Linked DNA regions of Rattus norvegicus: region 2 is linked to region 1. A link is a contact called in public Hi-C data. All regions are on one chromosome and are shown on one strand. The core of a region is the stretch at or near the end of the contact, and the rest is flanking DNA. Distances in the headings are between cores, read along the strand shown.

What was found. A called contact is a pair of places that touch in the nucleus more often than the background predicts.
Region 2: a Hi-C map of the A7r5 cell line shows a contact between it and region 1, with 4 times the contacts expected there. The contact joins two enhancer-like sites. A contact is called at or near these places in 2 of 12 Hi-C or Micro-C datasets (the A7r5 cell line and hepatocytes).

The regions. Positions count from the first base shown.
Region 1 is chr4:172,164,325-172,169,001 of GRCr8, forward strand. Eps8 (EGFR pathway substrate 8, signaling adaptor) reads right to left here. Exons shown (of 21, transcript NM_001376935.1): 8 at 4,356-4,492; 9 at 1,773-1,846. Among named protein-coding and RNA genes, the nearest start is that of Eps8, 51 kb to the right of the region's middle. Within about 2 kb of position 2,572, at least 6 of the 93 cell types and tissues checked have an H3K27ac peak or open chromatin away from gene starts, as enhancers often do. A contact at or near this core is called in the A7r5 cell line, where this site is marked.
Region 2 is chr4:172,364,922-172,369,598 of GRCr8, forward strand. No RefSeq gene overlaps it. Among named protein-coding and RNA genes, the nearest start is that of Strap, 10 kb to the right of the region's middle. Within about 2 kb of position 2,185, at least 5 of the 93 cell types and tissues checked have an H3K27ac peak or open chromatin away from gene starts, as enhancers often do. A contact at or near this core is called in the A7r5 cell line, where this site is marked.

The DNA.
Region 1 (4,677 bases), core at 1,322-3,821:
AGTGTGATAAAATATTAAATTCTAGAGCTAGAGAGATGGCTCAGTGGTAAAGAGCACATTCTGCCTTTGTAGAATCTGAAACTCAGCACCTGGCATCCATGTTGGGTGGCTCACAACCACCTAAACCCTAGCTCAAAACAATCAGATGTTGGATTCTGACCTCTGCAGGCACCTGCACCCATACAGAAACACACACACACACACACACACACACACACACACACACAGACAGAGAGAGACAGAGAGAGACAGAGAGATAGAGAGAGATAACACACGCATGCACACACACAGAGAGAACACACTCACACACACACATAGAGAGAACTCACTCACACACACACATAGAGAGAACACACAGAGAGAGAGAGAGAGAGAACACACACACAGAGGAGAGAGAGAAAGAGAGAGAGAGAACACACACACACAGAGGGAGAGAACACAGAGAGAGAGAGAGAGAGAGAGAGAGAGAGAGAGAGAAAGAGAGAGAGAACACACACACAGAGGGGGGAGGGGGAGAGGAGGGGGAGGGAGAGAGAGAGAGAGAGAACACACACACACACACACTCAAAATCGATTAAGAATGGGCTGGAGAGATGGCTCAGTGGTTAAGAGCACCGACTGCTCTCCCACTGAGCAGGGACTGAGTTAGGCAGATCCCAGGCCCCAGTAAGCACATGGTGGCTCACAACCTTCTGGGATGGGATGCTCTCTTCTGAAATGTCTGAAGACAACTACAGAATACTCTTTTTTAAAAAAGAACTACTCGCAGTCCTGATTCTAATATGCCCTTATTTTGAAAAGTGAAAATCTTTTAAAAATTAATTCTAAATGTCAGACTCCTTTCAGTGATTTTTTTTCCCAAAAGAACCTGGGAATGTGTATAGTTTAAAAGGTAAATAAATCACACACTTAAAATGTGACAGACATAGCCATTAACTGTCAATTACCCCTGCAAGTTAATTGCTCTAAAGAAGCGGCAATAAATACAGCATTCTTCTTTATAAAGCATTAATATTTACACTTTAAATGTCACTTAACTTCTCCTTTTAAGGTATTCTAAAGTATGTTTTCTATTTTCATGAGGGTGTGGTGTGTGTGCGTGTGAGTGTGTATGTCCTCATTTGCATGTGAGTGGGCACATGTGTGAAGAGGTGCCTGCAGCTTCCCTTGCCTGTAGGTGTGTGTGTGCACATGTGTGTACCTGTGCAGACCAAGTACGGATGTCCTGAATCATCCTAGTTCCTCTCCCACCTTCAACAAATAAGGCAGAGCCGCTCAGTGGAACCTAGGACTTGCTTCTCTAATGGTTACTCTTCTAGCTAGTGATGGGCTGCCAACAGCCATCTACTCTAGGGGTGTGAACTCCAGCCTCCAAACTTTTGATGCAAGCCCTGCAAACACTGAGCCATCTCTCCAGCTGTAAAATATCTTAATAAACCAAAATGAGCAAACATTAAATGGTCTGTGTCTATGAATCACAGACCATTAAAAAAAAAGCAAAACCAGACAATTGGTTTCCAGGTTCTTGGAAGTTCGGGTTCATGCCCTCTGCAACCTGGCCGAGTTGCCAGCGCTCTGTAGGAGGTAACATCAAGCTAAATACTAGGAAGGACGGACAAGGGGTTAAGCGAAAATTCAATTTTCAATACTGAACGCTGGGAAGAGGAAAATATAAATTTTGCGGACATTTTTGCCAATCCCGATGCCTTTGTTTCCCCCTCCTCACAAAGCAGAAGGGACCATGAGCTAAACCGGATTCGGGCAGCACTCACCACATCCCTGTCAATCCGGGCTGCCATCATCTCGGGCGTCTCCTCTTGCTCGTGGTACTGCCGGGGCTTCTCGACTGAAAAGAAAGGAGAATTGTGAGACTTTCTACGTTTGTTAATATCAATACAGAAATGAACATGAGAGACGATGAGGGAGGAATTCCAGTTGCTGATCGGGGAGTTCGCTGGAACAAACAAGTCAAGGTGATACTTCGTGGCCCCTGAGTATGTCCTGCCACGGGTACCAGGAGCACTGGGCACAGCTGGTGATTGGCCTGCCCACATATCTAAGGTTCTAACCAGCTATGCCCCCTCCTTCCTGGAGGTAGTTATGTCCAGCAAGCCTTAGGAACCCCTTGTCTTCCCCCTCCTGAGCTTGAATTACAGACACTCACCATTATACCTGGGCATTGGGAATGGGATTTAGCTTCTCATGCTGATGTGGCAAGCACTGTACCAACTGAACCGTCTTCACAGCCTGGGTTGCTGGTCCCCCCACATTCCAACCCTGTGACTACCACAAAAGCGTTGCAGCTCTGAGAGTACAGTGATTTCTCAATGGCCGTTGTAAGTCAGCATAAAACCCACAAGCCTTTGGATCACTGCGCTTAAATCATATGACTCGAGATAAAACACTGAATACGCGTCTCAGAGGCGTTCGCGATGTCAAGAAAGCTCCATTGTGAGTGCTAATCATGAGACCTCCATCACAGATGCCTTCCTGAGGTGAGTCAGTCAGCACTATGGTAACATGGACAGCTGGGGCAATGTGTTTCAGAGTACATTAAGCGAAAAGGCATATGGCTTGGGCAGGAGCACTAGATCACAAGGAGTGGAGGGAGAACTCATGATACATCATCATGACTCATGAGGCTTAATGCGGAGAACTGCCGAAACATACTGGCCACTCGGAATCCCAATTTCTCCTTCATGCTAACACTGGCCAGACATGGAACGCACGGGAAGAGAAAAGGGAATTGCTGGGCCACACAAAACTACATTTTTAACTCTAACTATTCAAGCTCATTAATCTGCATGAACAAAGCTTGACGGTTAGGGGCCGTTTTACAAGTGGCTGCTGCCTTCGTGGTACAGTGGTACCATGGAAGGCAGGGAAGTCAACTTGAAACCGCCATTAGGAACTCCAAAGGGGGTCACTCTGGAAGCTGAGGCAGGGGTGACCAGGCTAGCCTTGGCTACATACTGATGCCCCACAACATCCAGGGCTACACAGAAGGCTATGTCTCACAGAAGGAATCGGTGTCTCCGAGAGACCCCACAACATTGTCTGGGGCAAAGTGAGTTGGGGTCCCGGGAACTACTGCCACCATTTTGCTGAACTCACTTTTGGAAGACAGGGTTACTACATGTCAGAGTTCTCTGGGGCTATAGTCAGAGTTGATGAAACCTCAGAGGGAGCAGAGGGAGCCTCCTTTAGGACACCCCCAACTGAGACTCTCTGGCACTCACACAGAACTTTGTATACCAGGTCTTGAGTTCTGTCTGAACAATTAGAAAGCTAGAAGTCTATGTCACTGTAATTGTAACGGATGGCAATGCCAGGAACATTTTACACAAAATCTAGTAAGAGCTCAGGAATACCTGAGTATAAATTCTTTTATTGTACAACTGTATTAATTTCATATGCATTCCTACAACTCTATTGAGGATCTCTTTAACTTAATATGTCTTCTCCTCATGTCAAGTCAGTGTTAATATGTCTTCTCCTCAAGTCATGTCAGTGTTGACATCTCTCCAACACATACACAAAAGACAACAATAGCGGCGACTATCCAAACCCCCTCCACCAGAACGATACCAAGGAAACCTACCTTGGTGTCACGATAAGCACAGATCACTATAAATCCTAGTCTTTTAAAAACCATGGTATTTACAGAGATAACTGGTTGAGACTGATGTAATTCCCAAAGCAAAAGCCATCAATGCTCTTTGACAGTGAGTCTTACGTCCCTGGGCTGACTGTGATCATAGTATGAGTGGCTTCTGCAGTCACAGAAAGCTGCGTGTTGTTGTACCCACTTTACGGTTAAGGTCAAAGCATGGAAAAAGATGACCTTCCACGGTCACATGGATAAGCAGAGCCAGCTCTTATTTCAGGTATCAAGTTTTAGCCCATGGGATTGAGAGTAACCATCACTAAAGACATCATGAGCTTCAGTCATACAGCACAGAAAAACCCAGCTCAAGTGACTTCCCTACCTGTAGAATGTATAGTTCCAGACAGGTGCCATTCAGGGTGTTAGGGGAGAGAAATTGAAAACAGTCTTGCCAGCGGTGAATCTATGAGTCACAGTGACCAATGTGACACCTAGCGTATTAGTCACGTCGACGTCACGCAGGTAGCCAGTCAGAAATGACTTCCATCCTCATAGAGTATCTACTAAATGGCTGGCATGAATTCTCATGGACAACCACCTTAACAGCAGTCCAGACTTAACTTTATAACCTCTAAGATTTAGCTCTTTAACGTGAACTCTGACCTAGAAATGAGCATGAGGATCTGAAAGGGTGAAAGACAGCATAACCCGAAGTGGATCCTCAGAAGGGTGAGGTCTGGGTACTTACAGTCACCCTGGTCAGCTGCCCAGGCAGACCAGGCTGCTACTCGACTCCTAACGTCCACCTGTGTGACAGTCCCTGGTGGCACAGGGGCAGGAGCTCTGGGAGGAGGAGGGATGCCAGGATCTGCTTTGGCAATCATCCTAAAAATGAAAAACAAATTGTCCAACTGGGCTGCTACCCTCTCCCCACTTCTCCTATCAATGGTTCTCCCCATTGGTGCCATTTGCCCTTCAGCCTTAGAAGTTAACTGTCAGGGAAATCAGGATTCCTAACCAACTCTACTGTGTCAGTAAGTTCCCGAGACACAGAAATACAGAAAAATTAA
Region 2 (4,677 bases), core at 935-3,434, 200 kb after region 1:
TTTTTCAGCACAGAATAACGGTACATTTCTCTGAATCCCTCACCCAGGTGCGAGACAGGCTTGATCTTTCCACCTCAGGGCTCTGCGAATGTCTTGCTAAAAAAATAAACTGGTGTGGTTTACGAGGAAATCTAGAGTCTCTTCTGTTGTCTTTAAGCCCAGCCCTTTTAGTGCCATGTAGCAGTTAATGGCACAGATGGTATCGTTTTCAAGTTTTTGTTTGAGTCGATCAGGAAATCGTTATAACTAAAAGGCAAACAGCATTCGTGTGGGAGCTTGATGTGTGATCGGACGTTACTATGCTCTAAAAACTGAAGTGGCCCTTAATTCTTCGAGCATTGACACCACAGTTCTTACCTTGTAAATTTTTTCTCTTCTGGGTCTCTCGCTTTATTTTTCCCATTTCTACATGCAGAAGATGGGGACAGACATCCTCCTCATAGAGTGGTACTTCACGTGCAAGCAATGAGGGCTGCCCGTAGGAGGACTGCATGAGCCGAGATGACTAGTGTCAGGGACATTGTGGGTGAGGGATAACATGATGAGTGTAGAAGGGACAGGCCGGAAAAGATGGCCGAATGGTTAATAACACTTGCTCCGCAATCATGAGAACCTAAATTCACATCCTCAAACCCTCAAAAAGAAAAATCAGGGAGTCCCCACAAACACCTGTCACCACAGCTCTGGGCTACAGGTAGAAGACAGTAGGGTCTTTGGAACGTGATGGCTTCAACCTAGTTCATTCCAGTTCAAGAAAGAGATGACTTCAAAGGGGTAGGCAGAGAGTGATGGAGGAGGACACTCAAGTCCTTCTGGCCTCCACATGCATGCACAGGTAGGCACACACACGCATGCATATACACTCACACTGAGACATAAATAAATACATCTTAACATATTGTAAAAGTGGAAGTGAGAATAGTTGGGGGGAGGATTAGCTAGAGTGGGAAGCAGACAAGAGATGGTGCAGGGAGAGGGAATATGTTAGAAACACTCTATGCTCACATATGAACCATTGTATACTCATGTATGAAACACTGTATGCTCATGTATGAAGCACTGCATGCTCATGTATGAAATTGTCATAAGGGAACCCGTTATTATGCATATAATTCATGGATGCTAATAAAACACTTAAGCGTGAACTCTGAACCCAAGAAGAGAAATAAAATAAACTTTTTTTTTTGTTTTTTTGAGACAGGATTTCTCCGTGTGGCCTTGGCTGTCCTGGAACTTGCTTTATAGGCCAGGCTAGCCTCAAACTCACAGAGATCCTCCTGCCTCTGCCTCTCCAGCACTGTGATTAATGGCAGGCACCACCATAACCAGGCTTAGAAAATAAACACAAAAGCAGTTTGTTCTTAAATTATCTTATTTAAAAGCAAGATAAACCTTTTTTTCTTGCTTTTAAATCATTCACAGTATGCTGGACATGATTGAACAGGACTTTAGTCCCAGTACTTGGGAGGTAGAGGCAGGTGGCTCTCTGTGAGTCCAAGGACAGCCAGGATACCCTCATTTAATACAAGCTCTTAAAATTGGAGTTGGGTGTTTAATCCAGCAGTAGGGCCTGTGCTTCAGTGTGAGACTCTGGGATAGATCCCCAGCACAAAACAAACAAACAAACAAACAAACAAACAAACAAGAAAAGCAGAAAGGGGAAACAAAGCACTTAAATCTGGTTTTACAACTATTTCTAAGAAACATTATCAGATTTGGGAAATCATGAGCCATTTCACCATTTTGGGCTTTTAGGGGTAATCAGAAAATTATAAATAATGTATATTTTGTAGTCAGAAAATTTTTTAAAAAATTGCTAGGAGCGGGAGAGCTGGCTCAGTCGTTGAGAACACTTGCTCTTGAAAAGGATGTGGCTTTGGCTCCGAGCGCCCACATAAGGGTTCACAATTGTCTGTAACTCCAGTTCCAGGGACTCTGATGCCCTCTTCTGGCCTCTAGTGGCATGGCACCTATATCATGGTGCCCAGACGTAGATGAAATAAAAATACATAAATCTTTTTTAAAAAAAAATCTCTATGTGTTTATGTGTTCCTCTTTGATCAGCAGTGGCAACCCTTGGCATGTATCTCCAGTTCTAGGATCTAGACATTAGAAACACCTCTCACATTTTTAAAGCCAAAGGCTAGTTGACTTGACAGAAAGCCAGCTCTGCGTCTCCCAGCTCTGATTCATCCCTGGGTCTTGTTTAATCACCAAGTGGATGCAGTGCTCCGAGCATCGTCCAACCAAACTAACAAAGAGAAGGAGCGCTGCTGACAAGCAATGGTCAGACCTGGAAAGGAGAAAACAGCTCTAGAGACCATTCATGACTTCGTTGATGCTTATCAAATGCTAGATGCAAAAACTTCGGGAAATGGGAACGCCGAACCCCACCCCCCCTCCCCAGAAAGGTTTTCTCCGTGTAGCCCTGGCTGTCCTGGAACTCACTATGCAAAACAGGCTGACCTCAAACTCACCGATCCATCTGCCTCTGCGTCCCACCTGCTGGGATTAAAGGCGTGGGCCACTATGCCCAGGTGGCAACGCCGATTTCTAAACATCCTTCTAATAGTTGAAGCGATAGCTCAGCACTAACCACACTCAGCGCTCTTCTAGAGAGCCTGACTTCTGTACCCAGCATCCAACTCTCACAGCATCCGGGAACTCCAGCTCTAAGGGCTATGGTACGTTCTTCTTGTGGGCACCCGTACTCGTGCATACATTAACAGAGAGACATATGCATGACTAAATATTAAAAATTAAAGTGTATTTCCAAACAATTGATTGTCCTGTGAATTCTGAGGGGTATTCATTGGTAATATCCACGAATACGTTATTTCAGAGACAGTGCAGAATCACTAGACACAGACATGTGCCATGACGACATTTCTCAAACGCACGCCTTTCTCCCTACCATCTTCTGACCTTTGGAAATTTGACTCAACTTGACCCTTCAGGTTTCTGCCAATATGGAACCGCATGCGTAGGAGGGTATCAGTGACCTAAACCTTGAATTTATCCACTTAGACAAAGTAATCATGTTGTGGTTATCACCTGAGAGCCTAAATCAACAAGAAAAACAAACAAGGATTCCAGGAGGAAGGAAATTGCTGCCACTTTCTAAGCGGCTTTTGGGCCAAATTAGATAAAAGTAATTGGTATCAATAAACAAGACGTGTTTATGAAAGGTTCATTTGAATTCTAATCGTTCCAATGACATTTTATTGTACATTTAAAATTTTCTAAATGCCAACAAGACATTATAATTTGTTAGTTGAAAAATGAAAGTATTTGTGTAAATGACGCACCATCTCTACAAGGTTGGCCTTGGCATTTTGTGTAATAGATGTTGGACGACCGCCATCTAGTGGCTAAACGAAAATTCACTTTCGTTCCTGTAAAATTTTCTTCCTAAGGTAGCATTTCTCACGATGCCATTACCTAATCAAACACTCCAGGAGTCAAGCACATTCAGATGCAGTAACACGGTGTTTTAAAAATATTTAAATAGTTTATGCTTGTTCCTGTCTGAAGGTGTGATGTATGTTGTAGAAAATGTCAAAAACATAGAAAAATACAAAATTTATAACCCTGTCATTAACGACTCCCCTTATAGCATTGTAATGAATTCACTGGGCCTTTTTTCATATGAATTCACATTTTCATGTAATTGACATCATAAAATATTTGGCTTTAGGTACTACTTTAAAGTTTTAATGCTATATTATATGTTTAAAACTATATTTAAAGTATGCTAAAGTTTGAGTGAGTTTGTTTAACCTGGGTCATAAAATATAGTTATGTGGGAGTAGGTGGCACTATCATTTATTCAGGAAATTAGAAGTAACTAAGTGCTGTTGGGAAATGAGTTTAGAACTTTACAGATCCAGGAGAGTGGCTGGGAAAACAATCCGAACTTGGGAGGCCAAGGCAGGAGGATTGCAATGAGTTCCAATGTCAGTCTAGAATACATAGAGAAGCTCTGTCCAGCCAGGGCTCCAGAGTGAGACCCTGTCTCACTCAAAAGCAAACCAAGAAAACTGAAGGAGCACGGAAGTGCCAGCCAGTCACACCACTGACAGGATCACTGGAAATCAGGGTACTAGACTGACCTCCCGCAGTAGTCACGAGCCACAAAATTGTAACAGAATAATTCCATACTGGAGTTCATGTTGAAACAATAGCTTTTGAATATCATTCTACTTTTGAACGGTTTCAAGCGGGTTTTAAAACTGCTCTTTCTGGGTGTCCTGGTATTCGCTCTTGATTCTAACACTTGGGAGGCAGGCGCAGGAGTGCTCTAACCCTGAGGGCAGCCTGCTCCAGACTGAATTCTAGGGCAGACAGAGCTACTCCGAGAGATTCTCTCTTGAGGCTATATACCAGTTACCAGTACAAACCAATTAAGGGAGATCTAGGGAATAGGTTGTTTTTATGAATTTCTTACACGCTACAGTTGTATCTCCTGATGGGAACATCCCCAGACTACAGGGAGAGGAAACTAGATGGAGAAATACCATTGAGAAGGATGTAGCGTTAACCACAGAGAAAATGGCATGAGCCAGTAAAGCATGTGTTGTAGCTACTTAATGACTACGACTGACACAGGTTGGCATTTAATCGAACAAGAGACATGAGAGAGAAAAAAAAAAAAGAAGAAGAATCAACGATTCCTCT